Linked DNA regions of Zea mays: region 1 is linked to region 2. The links are chromatin contacts, called in public Hi-C maps. All regions are on one chromosome and are shown on one strand. Each heading gives the region's core, a stretch centred on a gene start, on an enhancer-like site or on the middle of the called end of the contact. The rest is flanking DNA. Distances are from core to core; before and after follow the strand shown. Region 1 has its middle 28 kb from the start of LOC100272600. Region 2 holds the start of LOC100193925.

Region 1 (6,390 bases), core at 1,580-4,079, 120 kb after region 2:
TATTTTGCATGATCATATGTACATCGTCTGCAGGTAGCCTGAGGAGGGTAAATTGGGTCGCTGAAAATTTAAATTTAGAGCTATTCTTTGTCTCGCACTAGATCAACTAGCAACATGTACACCACTGCTCTTACTACTTATACCAAACCCACGAAGATATTTGCGACGTAAACTAGAGTCAAATGTATCAAGTAGCCTAAACTAATATAGTAAAGGTAAATCTACACAAATAAAAACACATACAAAAATATAAATGTAGTAAGCAAATAACAATTAATAAAGTACAAACTCCTTTGATGATGCAATGTATCACGAAGTATTGTCGATTGACAAAATGCAATTTCTATGAAAGGATGAAGATGCTCAAGTTGCGAGGTAAATTAGGTTAATTTATTTTTAAAAACAATTAAATTGAATAATGTAGCTCACTTTAACCCTTATATCTAAGAGTGTTTCTATACAATCAAAATACTACATCCTAAGTTCAACCCTATTATACCATAGCAATTCTAATAACATAATGGCAATAATTAAATAGTGAGAGCGCCTAGAGGGGGTGAATAGGTGATCCTACAAAAAATTAACACTAAACAACACAAACTTGATTTGTAATAATTGTTAGTGAGAACTAAAACCAAGTTAGGATGAGAAGAGAGAAGGGAGAACTCTTCACTTGATTGCTCCTTTAAGATGAGTATTAAACTTAGGAGCAATATTACAAGCGAGTAGGGAACTCAGTAAGATAGTAATCGCAATAAGTAAATGGACAAGAGACATATCGATTTTTACCATGGTTCGGCCAATGTCTACTCCACGTTGTGGTGACCTTTTTTGGTCAAGGGTTGCACTCAACACCTCTCAAGTGATCCAAAGATCAAACTTGAGAGTCATAGATGTCTTACTTATATCAATATCCATTTGTGAAGAATCTTCACAAATTGGAGTCTCTCACGCCTTACATAGATGATTACAATCAAAACCGTAGTAAGGATGTGAGTAGAAACGCACACAAGAGCACAACGCAGCAACAATATGCACACAAGCAAAAAGAGAGAGCACATGAATCAAAACGATAGAGTTATAGCTCAAGAGTGTGCGCAAATATCTCTCCAACAAATCAACAGCGTGGTCGCAAAGGTTCAAAGTTGTAGTGTGCTCAAAAGGTGCTGGGGTAACAGCTCCATGCGCCTAGGGGGTCCTTTTATAGCCCAAGGGACCTAGGAGCCGTTGGAGCTCCATTTGGAAGGCCCTGGTTGCTTTCGTCCGCGGGTGCACGGTATTGTCTTTTACATGAGTAATTTATGGAACTAAACTTAATCTATCATTTCATTGTGGGATTTATCATTAATTGTGATTAATTATTTAATTGGTTGATATCTACTTATACTTAGTAACTGCTAATAAAATTTTGATCAACTTATTAAAAGTGATGCTAGCCTTAACCACTTTTTCCTTGGTAAACCTTACACTTCACATGAGCCCCCACCGTAAGTGAGCTCATGCATATTATTGCCCACAACTTGTTGAGCGATGAACGTATGTGAGCCCACTCTTGTTAAACTCACACCAGGTCAAGAATATGTACTGCAAAATGAGGAGCATGAAGAATGCTACGATGAATTTGTGAGAGGTATATGTTGTCGTCTCCCAGTCAACTATGATTGCGAAGGATAGTTGTCGTTATATGATGCAATTATTTAGCTATTTTATATAGACCCCTATTATATAATAAAGATGTGACATTGATTTATATATCATAAGTTATCATATATGTGAGACTTGATACTATCACACATTTGAGATGTGACAAAGAGACAATTATGATCTATGAGAATGTTAATATGTCTTTGGGGTAAAATGCCATTAGTAAGGGTCTACGTAGAACAAGGCGCTCATGTGCCAGAGAGAATTATTTTAGTTAGTGTCACCTCTCTACTTACGTTTTGCAGGCACTCAGACGTCGTCGACGTCGTTTCTTTTGTTGCATGTTGTACTAGTATATCAGTGTCGCAACATTTCATCCTCGCACATATGGACACTACAGAGACGTTGTGACATTGATCATCAACAAACTTGAGGAGCACGAGTGAACGTGCTGTTGCGGGGTGTGTACGGTTTCTTCCAGTATATCGATGATACACTCTTCTCTATTGCGTTGTGCATCTAATGATAACTATTAATTTGTGATACCTTTTTCCTATGATATCTTTTTCCTATGATAACTATTAATTTGCCGATGTACAGTTCGCCGAGCGTTCTTTGCCGAGTGTTACACTCGGCAAAATGTTTACCGAGTGTTTAAGGCACTCGGCAAAGGAGCTGTGTCCGGTAGTGTTTGTGATACCTTTTTCCTATGTTATATTGGTTGAATATGATAAATATACTAGTGCGTGGCTTATAAGTTCCCTGCATTCCACACGCGCGCGCTGAACAACAATACGCTGGTTCAGTTCACCCGAACTTTCCCATCAACAGGCATCAACACAAAGGCAACAAGAGGTACAGAAACCTGCAGAAAAAAAAAACACTGCATGAGTCCAGCACTCCATCTTGACATGACCATACAGAAGATCAAAATTCCAAGCTTTCGTCTCCTGATGTGCTAGGTGACTATAATAATAAACAACCCCAATACATAAATTACACAAAAACCGTAGACTATGCTCATACTTTTTAATTTACTTGGCCGGCCGGCCTCTTGAGCACCAACCACCGGCCTGTTCAAGTCTCAGCGTTAGTTCAGGAGTGAAGTGCAGTAGACAGGAAGAAAAGGAATGGGAAAGCTAGCTAGATTATTACAGTAGCTCACTAGCTACTAGCTATAGCTATAGCTCTAGCCCTCGATCGTTCGTTGCTTGAGCCTGTGAAACTCTCTTTGCGTCGTCTTGACCACACTGGTGGTGGTCTGACGGCCGGAATTCCCCACGTTTGCTTTGACGACGACCACGCATGCATGGAGATGTTATTAGCTAGCTTTTGGATGGGGAGACGATGATAATATCTCGCAGTAAAGCAAAGCGCGGCATTAGCCGAGATCGAGACGCACTTTTGATTGTGAGCACCATAATAAACTAACCACGCAGAGAGTTCCGCCTGTCTCGGCGCGCTGTCCTTCGACGACGAGACCGGGCATGCACGACCCGAGGAAGCACGCGAGCTCCTCACCTGTGATGTGAAGACTGCAACGGGATTACGCAACGGTGACACGACGACACAACCCGGCCGGTAGTGGTGCACTAGTGCAGTGCAGTGCAGGACGAGATGGTCACTACTGGCCTGGTGTGCTAGGATTTGACGACACGATGAGCTGTGACAAAGAGACCTTTATTTGGTTCTCATGTGGGTCCAGGACTGGACGACGGCACTGGCATGGCATGGATAATGGATTGGTGTCACTGGCATGGCCGCACGCCGATGGAGCTGTCCCTGGTAGCCCCGTGCCAAGCCACGCACTGTTCAACGCCATGGCGTGGAACGGTGTCGTTTTCGTCAACCACAAGATTGGGCCGTCCTCACAGCCAAGATAAGGGAAGGATGGAAGAATAACAAACAAAGACGGCCGGCCGGAGACTCTCCGATTGCCCAAGCCTAAATGCCCAAGCATGTGGTCTCTCCATGGAAACAAAAGCCCACTGGGCCACGCACCAGGCACCACCTCAGAACCAAGTGGCCTTGCCGTCGAAAGTAGCGCGCTAGCGAGCATGCAAAATAGCATTTGGACAGTGCAAATTGACGTGCACTAACAACCATGACTGAGCAGTAACGGATAAGGAGAGAACAGAAAGAAAATTGACATGCACTAGGTAGAACACTGGGTATACACAAACATCCAAATCCATCGGCAATGTTTTTATGAATACCGAGCTCGTTAACTACCCCCTTCATACATCATACACATATATCAGCCACGTGTAAAAGGAGATTGAAACTATGGAGATGGCAACTGAGTACATATCCGATGGGTATTGTCATATTATCTTATACCCGTTTCGTGAATAAAACTCACAATAAAACTCACGTCCGCTAAAAAAAACTCATGCCCGTGGCCGGATACAAAGTTATGCTCATACTCGTGCCAGTGTAGGTAATGTGTACCTGCAGATTGCCCGTGCCCAATATTTCGTAATATATTCTTTATAACTAGACACAATACGATTCTAATTATTTGATAGATTAAATCGGGAATAAGATCATACATAAACAAATTATATATGGCCAAACTACATAGTTCATTGACATATCACAATCACAAGTTCATAGCCTTACCATATCACTTACTACCGGAATCAGCTTCTTTGCCGAGTGTCTGGAGCACTCGACAAAGCCTGAAAAACACTCGGCGAATGCTTTGCCAAGTATTACACTCGACAAAAAAAAGTTCGGCGAACTGTACATCGGCAACGGCTTATTTGCCGAATACTTTTTATCGGGCACTCGGCAAAGACGTTTGCCGAGTGTCGCAAGGTACTCGGCTAAGATTTCATGTGCACGCCTGCTAGGTTTCTACACATAGTGTGTGACAACTTTCTCGAAACATTCTCAAATTTTTTATCATAGGCTCTACATATGATAACGTGACATGTGGACAAGTTTCATGATTTTCTGACTTTGTTTGTGTTTTGTACAAGTTTTAAACAACTGGATGACAAGTTCACGTCATGTTTCGTGAGCATGGTGCTCGAACATTCCGGTTTACTCCTGAAATCGGCCATAACTTGTGCTAAATAACATGAATATCATTTTTGCACTCATGGTTTTCCATTTTTCGTGTGACTTGCAGTTCAAATATGAATTATCTGAGGAAATACAATTAAACGAATAAAATCTAATATTTATAACAAACACTTTATAATTGTTCCAAAAATGGAACATGTAGGTCTACATAGTGTAGGAACAAACCATAAAAAGTTTGGTTGGAAAAAGAAAAAAATGAAAACTGTAAGAAAAATGGACCCCGGGCCATTTGGCTAAATGAGTTTTGGTATTTGATGATTAACACAACCTGTGAACTAATGGATTTGCTAGTGTTTATGTTTATAGTTCACATGATGCGAAGATGATTGGACTAAGACACTGAGGATGCAACACCTCAAATGAAGACATAAAAAGAGCTTAGAAGTCCAAGACTCAAGACCAAAGGAGCCCAAGAACAAAACACAGAAGACCTAGAAGATGGGCTGTCAACTGGCGCACTGGTGGCACACAGTTGGCTCACCGGTGGCACACAGTTGGCGCACCGGTGGCACACAGTTGGCTCACCGGTGACACACAGTTGGCGCACTGGTGGCACACAGTTGGCTCACCGGTGGCACATAGTTGGCGCACAGGACAGTCAACAGAGTTTTCTGAGAGGAGGCACCGGACTGTCCGGTGTGCACCTGACAGTCACTATTCACTGTCTGGTGCACGTAACGGCTAGCTATCAGAACTAGCCGTTGGCTGCACACCGTTGGCACACAGTTGGCTCACCGGTGGCACACAGTTGGCTCACCGTTGGCACACTGTTGGTGCACTGGACTGTCCGGTGTGTCAGAACTAGCCGTTGGCTGCACAGTGTTGGCGCACTGTTGGCGCACCGTTGGCTCACTGTTGGCGCACTGTTGGCACACAGTTAGCGCACCGTTGGCTGACAGGACTATTCGGTGTGTCAGAACTAGCCGTTGGCTGCACAACGTTGGCGCATTGTTGGCGCACCGTTGGCTCACTGTTGGCGCACTGTTGGCACACAGTTGGCGCACCGTTGGCTGACAGGACTGTCCGGTGTGCCACCCTTACAACAGTCTGGCTTTTCAACGGCTAGGTGTGGGAGCCCAAGAGACATACCAAGGCATATAGTAGACATTCCCAAGTGCTCTTACACCCAAGTGCTTAATAGAATCACTCGGTGATTAGCGTAGGTGCTATGCGAAGTGCTTAGGTTAGTTAGACCGCTTTAGCGTTTGTTCTAGGTGAACCCTAGATTGTTGAGTGAGTTTAGATAAACCTCACAACCCCTCGGCTCTTGCGCGGGCCGTTGTAATTGTACCGAGTGGGGCGAGAGTCTTGCGAGACCGTGACAACCGTGTTTGTGTCACGGCCGCCACCGTGTACGGAGGGAACGAGGCCCGCGACGTTTCGGCCGGAAGCTCGATAGTGGACGCGGTGGGGAGCGTCCGAGAGAAGATGTAAGCGGAGCACCACTTGCGTGTGGAGAAGGCCCGCGACTCTCTACAGAGTTACTCGACCGAGGTGCTTGGCCCTCGCGTGGGCTTCCCTTTGCATAGGGGCACCAACGAGGATTAGTCGGGACCTTGCGTGGTTCCGGATACCTCGATAAAAATACCAGCGTCATCCACGAGAGTTTGCTTCTCTACTTTGGTCTTTAAGATTCCGCATTTATATTAAGCATTT
Region 2 (5,992 bases), core at 1,156-3,655:
CTCCACGTTGTGGCGTCCCAACGGACGAGGGTTGCAATCAACCCCTCTCAAGCGGTCCAAAGACCCACTTGAATACCACGGTGTTTTGTTTTCCTTTCACTATCCCGTTTGCAAGGAATCTCCACAAATTGGAGTCTCTTGCCCTTACAAGTATATGATCACAAATGAAACACAGAGTAAGGGAGGGAAGCAACACACACAAATCCACAGCAAAAGCGCACACACACGGCCAAGAATCGAGCTCACAAGACTATCTCAGAGTTCTCACTTAGAACAGAGCTCGAATCACTTAGAAACACAAACGAATGCGCAGAGACTTAGTGTGGATGATCAAGAATGCTCAAAGGTTGCTTGTATATCTCCTCCATGCGCCTAGGGGCTCCTTTTATAGCCCCAAGGCAGCTAGGAGCCGTTGAGAGCAAATCCGGAAGGCCATCCTTGCCTTCTGTCGTCGGGGGCACCGGACAGTCCGGTGCACACCGGACACTGTCCGGTGCCCGATTTGTTTCCTTAAACGGCGAAGACGACCGTTGCAGACCGTTGGCAGATCTGGCGCTGTTGGCGCACCGGACATGTCCGGTGCACACCGGACAGTCCGGTGCCGTCTTCCGACCGTTGGCTCGGCCACGTGTCCCGCGCGGATTGCGCGGCCGACCGTTGGCCCTGGCCGACCGTTGGCTCACCGGACAGTCCGGTGCACACCGGACAGTCCGGTGAATTTTAGCCGTACGCCACCGGCCAATTTCCCGAGAGCGGCCAGTTCGAGTCGCGCCAGCCTGGCGCACCGGACACTGTCCGGTGCACACCGGACAGTCCGGTGCTCCAGACCGAGCTGGGTCTTGGCAGCACACAGCCAAGTCCCTTCTCCTTTTCTCTATTCTTCTTCTTTCTGTTTCTAACACTTAGACAAATATATTAGTACTCAAAACCAATGTACTAAGGCTTAGAAACATACCTTTACTTCATGATTTTCACCTTGTTCATCCATGTACATAAATTCACATTTAGGCCCTTGTGTTTGCACTCAATCACCAAAATACTTAGAAATGGCCCAAGGGCACATTTCCCTTTCACTACGGAGGTAAAACAGCCCCCAAACATTATATTAAGAAGAAGAACATCCCATGCAAGTCAAGAAAACCCTCGGGCATTATTATATTAAGAAGACATTTTCACGTAGGTCGAGAAAACCCCTGAACCTATACATAACAGCGTCGTAGTCCATATGATAAATGACCGGCGGTCGAGACTGAGCTTTAGACCTGTGTTTTGGCGTGGGACAGACGCCTGAAATTCGTTCTCACGAGGAGTCAAACACTTAAGAATTGAAGTACTACTCGGACCACCTAACCAACTCAGCTAGAGGCTTAAATATCTACATTTGATACTGCTATACGCTTTTCTGTAAAAGCACACCAATGATTTAAGAATGAATAAGAGTAAATAAAATGTGACTCTATAACATCCATGCACGTTTCCGTTTTGGACTGGATCTTATCCCAGAGAATAATATTTATATTAAAAATATATACTTTGAGTCCAGGCATATTGTTTGGCATGTCTGCAGTTTTCGTGATTTGTTTATTTCAGTGATTGAGTGCGTGGACTGAAGGAAGGAGAGGTGGTTCACCACCAGCTTAATTAGCTTCCAGCAGAGATGTGTACATCCAAACAATTCGCCCATGCATATGTCTCCATGCATGTCACCCCCCTCCTCTCGTCTAATCCCAACAGTTCAAAGGTGATGGAATTGTTCAGTCAAACACGCTTCATGTAGCGAAGAATCTAAAGGGTGGGCAGTGTTATTTTAACAGAGCGACATGGAAGGTTTGCCTTGTCCCTTTTGGGCGTGTAATTGCCTCCTCCGAGCCAAAAAAAAAAAAAGCTAATAAGGTAGCTACCAAACCACTCCTTCCTGCATGCATGCATGGGCATGGATGTCCTCAGATCTTAGGAACCATCAGATAGAGCTCTAACTAGCTTTGGCTTCTGTACTGTAGTGATAATATATGTATGTAACCGGGGCAGTGGGGGAAATCAACTCTATGAAAAGAAGCGAGAGGAGAGAGAAGCTCTCACGCACTAGCTTTGGCTTCTGCATAGTGACAATATAAACGGAGCTAGCAGTGGAAAAAAAAAACTAACTTCACCAACTTTGTGAGAAGAGGAGAGAAAATAAAGAAAGAAAAGCTCATGTAAACAGTGCAGCATAGTGCGCGAACAGTACGTAACCCGTAGCTAGCTGATGTAAAAAAAAAAAAAGCTAGACCCGGTAGAAGGCTAGGGATCAGCGTGAGCTTCCCTCCAATCTGGCATCCCTGCATATGATTGGCACGAGTCATTATAAAACGGAAACACCACCAATACGTTCTCTCTGTCTCTACATATGCAGCAGCTATAGGTCCCTCCTCTCATCAACTCATCGTGTTCTTCTTTTCCAATCCCTACACTGCTTGCTAGTTGCTACACACACCCACTGATGACCCACAACTTTAAAGGTGTAGCTGTGATATCTAGTGCTAGTGCATGGCTATATATATACGCGTCTATAAGTAGTAGGTTGCACCCTCCAAGGGGTTCATCATTCATTCCCTCACCCCCTTCCCTTAGAAGCTGCAGGTGCAGTGCATGCAAGGAGACAGGCCACGATACTGTCTGAGATGGAAGGGGCCATGACGACGAGAAGCAAGCATCGTCGTCATGAGGAGGACCAGGAGATGACGATGGTGGAGCTGAGGAGAGGCCCCTGGACGCTCGAGGAAGACAACCTCCTCATGAACTACATTGCTTGCCACGGCGAGGGCCGCTGGAATCTCCTGGCCCGCTGCTCCGGTACGTATGATCCATTTCTCTGTGGCCGAATTAACCTATCGGCCTCATCTTGATGTGCTGCGTCTGCGTGTGCATGCTTGAATTAGGGCTGAAGAGGACCGGCAAGAGCTGCCGGCTGAGGTGGCTCAACTACCTCAAGCCGGACATCAAGCGCGGCAACCTGGCGCCGGAGGAGCAGCTCCTCATCCTGGAGCTCCACTCCAAGTGGGGGAACCGGTGGTCCAGGATAGCGCAGCACCTGCCGGGGCGGACCGACAACGAGATCAAGAACTACTGGCGGACGCGGGTGCAGAAGCAGGCGCGGCAGCTGCGCGTGGACGCCAACAGCGCCGTGTTCCGCGACGCCGTCCGCTGCTACTGGATGCCGCGCCTGCTCGAGAAGACGATGGCCGCCGCCGCGGCATCCACGTCCGGCGAAGTGCTGCTGCCGCCGCTACCGCCGCCGCCGCAACTGCACCCCTCGCGCGTCGCCGGCTTATTGGCCTCTTCCTCCTCGTCGCCAGTCCAGCGGGACACCAGCGACAGCGACTACCTGCCGCAGCGGTACCACCACCACCCCGTCGACCCGAGCCCGAGCGCGTCGTCGACGGTTTCCTCGTCGGCCGCGCTCGCGCCGGTGCCCTGCTTCTCCGAACTGAGCTGGGTCGACCAGTACGGGTACGGCCCTTATTACAGTTACGGCGCCAACCTCGACGACGGCGCCGGCGTGTTCGACGACTCGGCAGCGCTGGAGGAAGGCCTCGGCCTGGACGCGCTGGACCTGGGTCCGGCCGACGACAGCGACGTCGCCCACTCGGACGCGACGCTGCTGGACTACCTCAACTCCGCGTGCGCCGGCGGCGGCACCATGATGATGGCTGTGACGGGCGGCGGCGGCGGCGTCCAAAGCAGCGGCTGCGGCGCCACGGGAGGTGCCGACGCCGACTACCGGCCGTCGCCGTGCACGTGGCGGACGGACGAGCTCGGCGATCCTCGTCAGCATCAATGGGGAGGAGGAATCTAGAAGCAATCAAAGAGAGCTTGCTTCTCGGCACGTCTCTCTCTCTCTCTCCCTCTCCCTCTCCCTCCCAAAGCGACGATCGATCGATCGAGATGTCACACTAGTTAATTAGTGGATCGGAGCTAGATAGCAGGTAGCAAGATGCGTGAGTGGCGATAAAAAAACATTAGGGGCCGGGGGCGGGGCCGGGCATATTCTGCTGTTAATTCGACCGATCATTCGTTCGATCGTGTAGTAGAGATGTGTGGTTTGATGTCGTATAATTCGCGTACGTACAATCGTACTACATGCATGTTCATTTGGGTATTAATCCATCCATGCATCCATGCATGCGCTCCGGCCGTCCGTTATTATTGTTGAAAGGTCGTCGCGCGTGTTGGGTCCGATCGATCGATGGCGATCAGGAGAGGTCGAGGTCGAGGTCGAGGTCGTTGTCCCCAAGTGCTCGATCGATCCCGATCGGCCAAGAGAGGTTGATGGATGTACGTGTGTTGGTGGGGTTGCGTTGCGTACGTGGTGGGTGGGTGGTGTAATAACGTAACGTCGTCGGGTTCAGATGCATCGATACGTACACGTACAGTACGTGTGAGCGATCGGGATGGTCACCATCATATATATCGTACGTACGCGCCTGCTCTCGCACGGGAAAGTCGGCAATGACATGTCGCTTCGAGATCGATTCTCTCCGTCGCGCGCCGTACGTGTGGTTTGCCAAGTTTTACAGCTGCTCTGGTGGCAACTGCTTTTCGACCAATGCAAGGGATATATTCGAATGGTGGATCAATAAGCTCACTCTCGCCTTTAATTTAATTAGATTGCGTTTGTTGCCCGTGGATTTGGAGTGTAATAACTAATAATACAGCATGCATGGCCACAGCCCACAGGCCACGGCCGGAGAGCTCTTGGGTTTTGACCGCGCGCCTCACACGTATGTATGTACCCGCCCCTTCTTGTTTCCCTCAGCTAGGGTAACTTTTAAACCTCTACCTAAGTCGATCTACTTAGCTTTACACACGATCCACTCCGATTCATATGCATCCGAATAAGGTCTTACTATTCAAAACCGAATAGCAAGAGATTTTAGCCTTCGCAATCCCTTGCTCTCAAACATGTCACCACCATGTACAGTGCTAGTGAAATTCACATCCCATTTATAGATTTCAATCACCAAAAATGATATATATAAATAGTCCTTTAATCGACCTTGGAAAACGTGTGTTCAAGTACTTGACTCGACGTGGTGGCTCCCATATGTGTTTAGATTTAGATTTATTCAAAGATTTAACTCGTATTATATAAGACCGGCCGGCCCCCACTCGATACATTATATAAAGAAAATACAGTGATTCATGCTAGTTGATCAAGTTTTTAGTTAATAGTATTTATATTTATGGCTCTAAATTATTTTTTATGAAAATATATTTCATAACTAGACGTTGTTTGGGGCCACACTATTTGATGTTTTTCAGCTCTTGCTCTATTTTTTTTAGTCAAACAGGTTTAACTCCATGTAAATCTACTCCACAAAAAAGGTGGAATTGTGAGAATACATAAGGGCTTGTTTTGGGTACTCTATTCACCCCAATACACATGGGCGTTGAGGGGAATTTAGATGTATTGAAGTGAATACTAGACTATCCAAACATATCCAGAGGCTTCATAAACTCCCGTTCTTTTCATATAGAGCTACTCTACGGTGAAGTTTATAGAAAAGAGTTTGTGGACCAGTACTAAACATCCTTTTAATCTAAAGATATTTATTTGACATCGTAAATATTGATATTTTTATGTATAATTAGCCGAACTTAAAAACTAAATCATGAGATGTACTAGAATTACATTCTTTTTAGGACGATGGAGGGAGCATGCACTATATCCCATCAAAATGATGGGAGAGAGCGAATAATTTTAGCATTGATGTCTACGAATTAATTTCCTTATATTTCAATATCATACTTTTATGGATGGGGAAAGACAGAAGGGAAAAAAAATTCCGGCATATAGTTGATTCCAACTTGAAGAATAGCTTGACAAGACTCATGGTGCTTTCAAGCTCACTGTGCTAGTAGACTTCCTCTTAAAGGTTGTGGGACATGGCTTCTGAAAGAGGATGAAGGGAAATAAAAGTGTGAATGTGTGATCAGCCGATGAAAAAGAGAG

The links. A called contact is a pair of places that touch in the nucleus more often than the background predicts.
Region 1: a contact with region 2 is called in a Hi-C map of tassel, with 2.7 times the contacts expected there. The contact joins the enhancer-like site here to the promoter of LOC100193925 in region 2. A contact is called at or near these places in 3 of 25 Hi-C or Micro-C datasets (ear, leaf and tassel).

Annotation. Positions count from the first base shown.
Region 1 is chr3:23,801,247-23,807,636 of Zm-B73-REFERENCE-NAM-5.0, forward strand. No RefSeq gene overlaps it. Among protein-coding and RNA genes, the nearest start is that of LOC100272600, 28 kb to the right of the region's middle. Within about 2 kb of position 2,830, at least 18 of the 20 cell types and tissues checked have an H3K27ac peak or open chromatin away from gene starts, as enhancers often do. A contact at or near this core is called in ear, leaf and tassel, where this site is marked.
Region 2 is chr3:23,684,834-23,690,825 of Zm-B73-REFERENCE-NAM-5.0, forward strand. It overlaps LOC100193925, which reads left to right and starts at 2,406. Exons shown (of 2, transcript NM_001347646.1): 1 at 2,406-2,832; 2 at 2,919-4,137. The coding sequence starts at 2,661. The coding sequence ends at 3,835.